Linked DNA regions of Zea mays: region 1 is linked to region 2. A link is a contact called in public Hi-C data. All regions are on one chromosome and are shown on one strand. The core of a region is the stretch at or near the end of the contact, and the rest is flanking DNA. Distances in the headings are between cores, read along the strand shown. Region 1 holds the start of LOC109944846 (filament-like plant protein 3). Region 2 holds the start of LOC100381559 (putative calcium-dependent protein kinase family protein).

What was found. A called contact is a pair of places that touch in the nucleus more often than the background predicts.
Region 1: a Hi-C map of tassel shows a contact between it and region 2, with 4 times the contacts expected there. The contact joins the promoter of LOC109944846 here to the promoter of LOC100381559 in region 2. A contact is called at or near these places in 5 of 25 Hi-C or Micro-C datasets (bundle sheath, ear, endosperm and 2 more).

What each region holds. Positions count from the first base shown.
Region 1 is chr3:142,914,668-142,917,367 of Zm-B73-REFERENCE-NAM-5.0, reverse strand. LOC109944846 (filament-like plant protein 3) reads right to left here and starts at 1,284. Exons shown (of 5, transcript XM_020550321.2): 1 at 617-1,284.
Region 2 is chr3:142,512,545-142,515,244 of Zm-B73-REFERENCE-NAM-5.0, reverse strand. It overlaps LOC100381559 (putative calcium-dependent protein kinase family protein), which reads right to left and starts at 1,405. Exons shown (of 7, transcript NM_001174384.1): 1 at 211-1,405. The coding sequence starts at 820.

The DNA.
Region 1 (2,700 bases), core at 35-2,534, 400 kb before region 2:
AAAGGCAGAGAACAGCTGATATTTCTGTGTCAGACTATTGTGTCAACTGAAACTAACACGCTGATACAGCATAAGCATCCAGATTCCTTGGTCCTGGTAGAATGAGGCCATACAAAATACAACATAAGCATCCAGATGCTTATGTTTGGTTCACTAACTTGCCATACTTTAACTAACTTAGCACGAACCAAACAGAACCGAATTCTTTTAAAAGTACGCCCCTGTCGCGTCAGAGCTACAGTGTCAACGAAAAGTACTCGCGAAGAGCGCCCAAGTACAATTCTCAACCTCTGTTCGAATTACTAGAAGAAGAAAATAATAAAAAAAACATAGTAACAAACTCGTGGCCACCGACGACTCCCCGTTCCCCAGTTGAAGAGGGAGGGAGGGAGCAGAGAAACGAAAATCCATCGGCGGCGAACATGGAGGGGAGGCGCGAGCGAAGACAGACGGGGCGGACCTATTAAGCGCATGGCGCAGTCTGGGAGCAACCACCTAAACCCCGCGAGAGGAATCCGCCGCCGCCAATGGCGTCACAAGAGTATGGCGAGGCAGCAAGAAGCAAGGACGACTAGCGGGGAGGGGGAGAAGCATTTCCTTGATAGATACTACATACCTGGGAGTGGGCGGGATTGAACGAGTGCACGGAGAATGCCGGGCATCACAAGAGCGAACGCACAAGGACAATGGAGTTCTCTCTCTCTCTCTCCTCTGAGTGAAAGAACTCGACTCCATCAGCTCACAGGGTCTCTCTCATCTACCTCCCTAACTCCGCTTTTGGTCAGTAGGACAGCGGGGCACAGGTGGGATCGGAAAAGCGGCAACGCCCGGTGCCCGGCCAGCTCACTGCTCACTGGACGGCAGAGCAGAGAGAGAGAGAGAGAGAGAGGAGAACGGAAGGGGAGGAGAGCGCAAGGAACAAGCGAAGGCGGACAAGAACACGAGCCTGGGGGGATAAAAAGGCAGGCGAAAGGGCACCACCGCACCGGCACCGCGCCCCACCTCACGTTCACGTCCTCGAATGCTCCCGGGCCTCGAGGCGACTGGGGTGGCGAGGCGATGCGCGCGTGCGACGGGCCGATGGTGCAGTGCATCGGAGCGAGCGATAAATGCGAGGATCCAAAGCCGTCGGACCCGAAATCAGCAAGAAAAAAAAATGAGAGAGAGACAGGAAATGGAGTAGCAGTAGTACTGGTACTGGACTACTGGTACTGGTGGTACTACTATTATCGGCAGCAGTACACGGTCGGAATACGAGGCAGCGCCATTGGCGTCTCCCTCTCCCTCCCAGTCCCGCCCGGGGTCGCTCAAATCGAATCGACAAGCAAAGCAAACCAGCAGGCCACCTGCTGCGCTTTTCCTCTTGGTCCCCCCGTAGCAGACTGGTGGCGGTGGTGGCGTTCTGTTCTGTTCTGCTCGGAATAGGATGAGCAAATAGTACAGTGCATTGTTGGGTGAAGTAGTAGTTCATTTACTAACTAGTACTACCACTGCTACATTACTAGTCGTGAAAGAATCGCCTGATTGCGAGATCGTCCGCAGCGACGGGTTACGAGGTCAGACCAGGTACGCGGGATTCCTGTCCAATTTTTGTTCTGTTTATCTTTAAGACGTGTATATAAAAAAAAGGTGAGCGTTGAGAGTTGAGTGCAGGCAGCTCTGGGCTGTTTTCGTGCACCTGACGACGCCCCTGTTTGTTTCAGCTTTTTGCAGCTTCTGGCCACCAAAAGCTGCTGCGGACTGCCAAACGCGTCAGCTTTTCAGTCAGCTTCTATAAAATTCGTTTAGGTAAAAACTATTCAAAATCAACATAAACATATAATCGGTTGAGTTGTTGCAATAGTAGGAATCCGTCACTTTCTAGATCCTGAGCCTTATGAACATCTTTATCTCCTCCGCACGTAATCCTAATAATACTCAGATTCTTCCCACAGCCAGATTCTCCTCACAGTCAGATTCTCAGAAAAGCTGGTCAGAAAAAAGCTGAACCAAACACGGTTGCCGACTTGCCGTCCGCTTGTCAGTCCCCGACCCCACACCACCAGCGACCTTTTCCCTCCGCCCTTGGGGAGTGAGCCGAGGAACCGTCGGCGGCCACGTGCCAAGCACAGCCTGCAGAGGGCCGCATGGGTACGCCACGCAACGGCAACGGCAACGGCAACGGAACGCCGTCCAGTATAAGTAGAGCCGTAGAGGCATCGTTTCTTTGTCCTGTTACTTTTATTTTATTGGAGAAGCCAGCAGAGGCACCACTTCCTAGGATGAATGAATGAGTGAATGAATGAATGAACTGACGCAATCGTAAACCTTTGTGAGGCAGAGCTGAACTGTACGTACAAGGATGAGGACGTGTGTAGCACCCTAAATCTAAGGAAAAAAGTCCCCTAATCTAAATACTAGTAAGTATGCTCTAAAGAACTGAAACAGTTGGTTGACAGTCTAGGCCCATGCATGTATACTGTTGCTGCTGTGCTCCGCTCCTGCATGTGTATTACTACTGTCTAAAATCATCAACAAAAAAACAATGTCGGCAGCAGCGTTGTGGTGGCTGCGAAAACCAGCTGCAGGGAGCAGGAAAACAGAGCCATCTCCCATCATCTCTAAACACACGTACAGATTGATTGAGATGGATACGAGTAAAAATCATTTGCGTGCGTGCCTAGACGACGCCGATTACTGCGTGTACCCGATCGATCTCGG
Region 2 (2,700 bases), core at 156-2,655:
ATATTAGGGCCTTAGTGGAGATGCAGAAGATGAAAGATTTTTTGGTAACACCAAAAATAATAGAGTGCTACTGGGGATATAAAGAATGAAATGACAAATATTGGGAGATGGAGCAATGCATCTCCACACGTTTATGGGGATAAGAGATGATATTGGGAAGCTGTTGGAGGCACAAAATTTCAGACCAAATAGCATTGCATATATACGCACCGGGCTTGTAGAACACGGAAAGCCCAAAATCAGTGGCCTTGAGCGGGGCATCCTCAGGGGTGCTCGCGAAGAGGAAGTTCTCCGGTTTCAGGTCCCGGTGCATGACGCCAAGCGAGTGGCACCCCTGCACCACCCCGACAATCGTCTTGATGAGCTGCGCGGCGGCGCGCTCGGTGTAGTGGCCCTTGGCGACGATGCGGTCGAAGAGCTCGCCGCCGGCGCAGAGCTCCATGACGAGGTGGACGAAGAGCGCGTCCTCGTACGCGCCGCGGATGCGGACGACGTTGGGGTGCTCGGAGAGGTGGTGCATGATCTGGATCTCGCGCCACACGTCCTCGTAGTCCTCGCGGCACAGCAGCTTGCGCTTGGGGATGGACTTGCACGCGTACTCGCCGCCGTCCGCCTTGCCCACGCACTGGTACGTGGTGCCGAACTGCCCCTGCCCCAGCTTCTTCCCGATGCGGTAGTGGTCGCGCACGTTGTCCGTCTTGTGCGGCAGCACCGACGCCGGCCGCCCAGCCGACCCCGCCGTCACCGGCGGCGGCAGCCGCGGGTGCGCATTGGCGCCGCCCGCCTTCCCCCTGCCCGGGCCTTGCGGGTCCGGCTGCATTGCCTTCGGCAGCGGCGGTCCCTCGCCGGATCAAGAACCGTAACCGAACGGACGCCCTGCCTTTGCTCGGCAAAACGTAGCCAGGCTCGACAACCGGTCAGAAATGGAAACCTTTTCCAACTATGGGGGGGCGATTCTAGGTTTCTTTCTGGAGGAATTTACACCGATTGAAACCGAACAACTGAAAAGATTGGATCTCAGCCCGGGAACCCTCGCCTATGGGGAATCTGGGAAATGGCTGACGAAATGGGCGCGACAAAGGAGCTTTAGCGGAGGTTTATGGGCCTACGCGTGCCGAGGAACGGAGAAGAGACGCCAACGGCAAGGCGAACACGCTAAGCAACGGGATTGCTCTGTTTTCCTGCACCCTTTTGGATTGATTGATCGATTCTTGCGGGGATTTAAATAGAGGTCACATGCGAAGGTTGGATTTTTCCTCCATGTGAGGGTGGAAATCTAATCTGCCAGGCTTGGTGATTGCTCTGGGCTTGGATTGGGTCTGCAAATGAGAACGGATCGCTAGGGCATGTGGGGAGGAAGGCACGTCGGTGGTTATCGTCTTCGCCTCCTTGGTTAGTGGCGGAGGAGAGGGGGAGACAGGAGGAAGACGACGTGGTCGGAAACTTCCCTTTCTAGTTGTTTTATTATAATTTAATTTGTTTTCCTCCCTTTATTATCCAAGTATCTCTTGCCACTCACTTACTGGATCTGTTTAATCAAATATATACAGTTATACACTCCTACTTTTGGATGTCAATATTAGAAGATATAGAATTGAATTGGATTCAATATTAAATCAGTCATGATATTAAAATGAGATGTAATTTTAATTCTATTATTTGAATATCACTGAATTGTAATTTGGAATTGTGTGGTTCAATTCCACGCAATGGAGTGATGCTCTCTGCATTGGGAGAGAGAGTTTTAATTATAGTCCAATTCCAGAGAATTAGATCTTCGATTCCAAATCTCAATTTCATATGTAACCAAACAATAGAATTCTGGAAAGTGGATTCTAATTCCAAATTCCGTACACTAATATCTACATCCAAACAAGATATTATGGTTTTGTAGGTTTTTTATTATCCTTTCGGTCTAAAAGTCTTTCCAAATACGAAGGTATTATCTACCTCACTAGTTTAATTAGGACATTAATGTTCTTACCCCTGCTTTAATACTAATTCTGATTTTACTCTTGTATTTTTTGTGATTTTACCTTGAATTTTTTAAATTTGTAGCCACTGTTTTCACCAGTTTCACACTCAGTTGAGTTAGGTAAAAGCAAATAAGTTGTTAAAAAATAAAATATTATACTAACCCCTGGTTTTATTCTAACTCTCCTAATTTGCATCGATGGTTAATTAAGGGGGTGTTTGGTTTCTAGGGACTAATGTTTAGTCCCTTCATTTTATTCTTTTTTAGTGTATAAATCGCTAAATATAGAAACTAAAATAAAGTTTTAGTTTCTATATTTGGTAATTTTGGAACTAAAATGGAATAAAATCTAGGGACTAAACATTAGTCCCTAGAAACCAAACACCCCCTAAGCATGTGTAACTTGTTAAAGTTTGCTTATATTTGAAATAATTGTAAATTGATTTCATCTCGAGTCAACTCCCGTCCAATGTCAATCCCTAGACGCTGAAGGAGCTCTTTTGTTTGTCCAAATGTGTAAAATAGATGTTATTAAAATCATATAGAACTAAAAACAAGTAGGGCAAATTTACATATACAAGGTAGGAGTAGTTTTTAAGCAGAACAAGTGCAACCTCTCCGTTTTGATACGCCGGTAGAAAAATGACAACTAGGCTTTAAAATAAAGGTAAGAACATAAGAGCCACATTTTAACCTGATCGCAGTGCCTTGGAAAACTAATATTG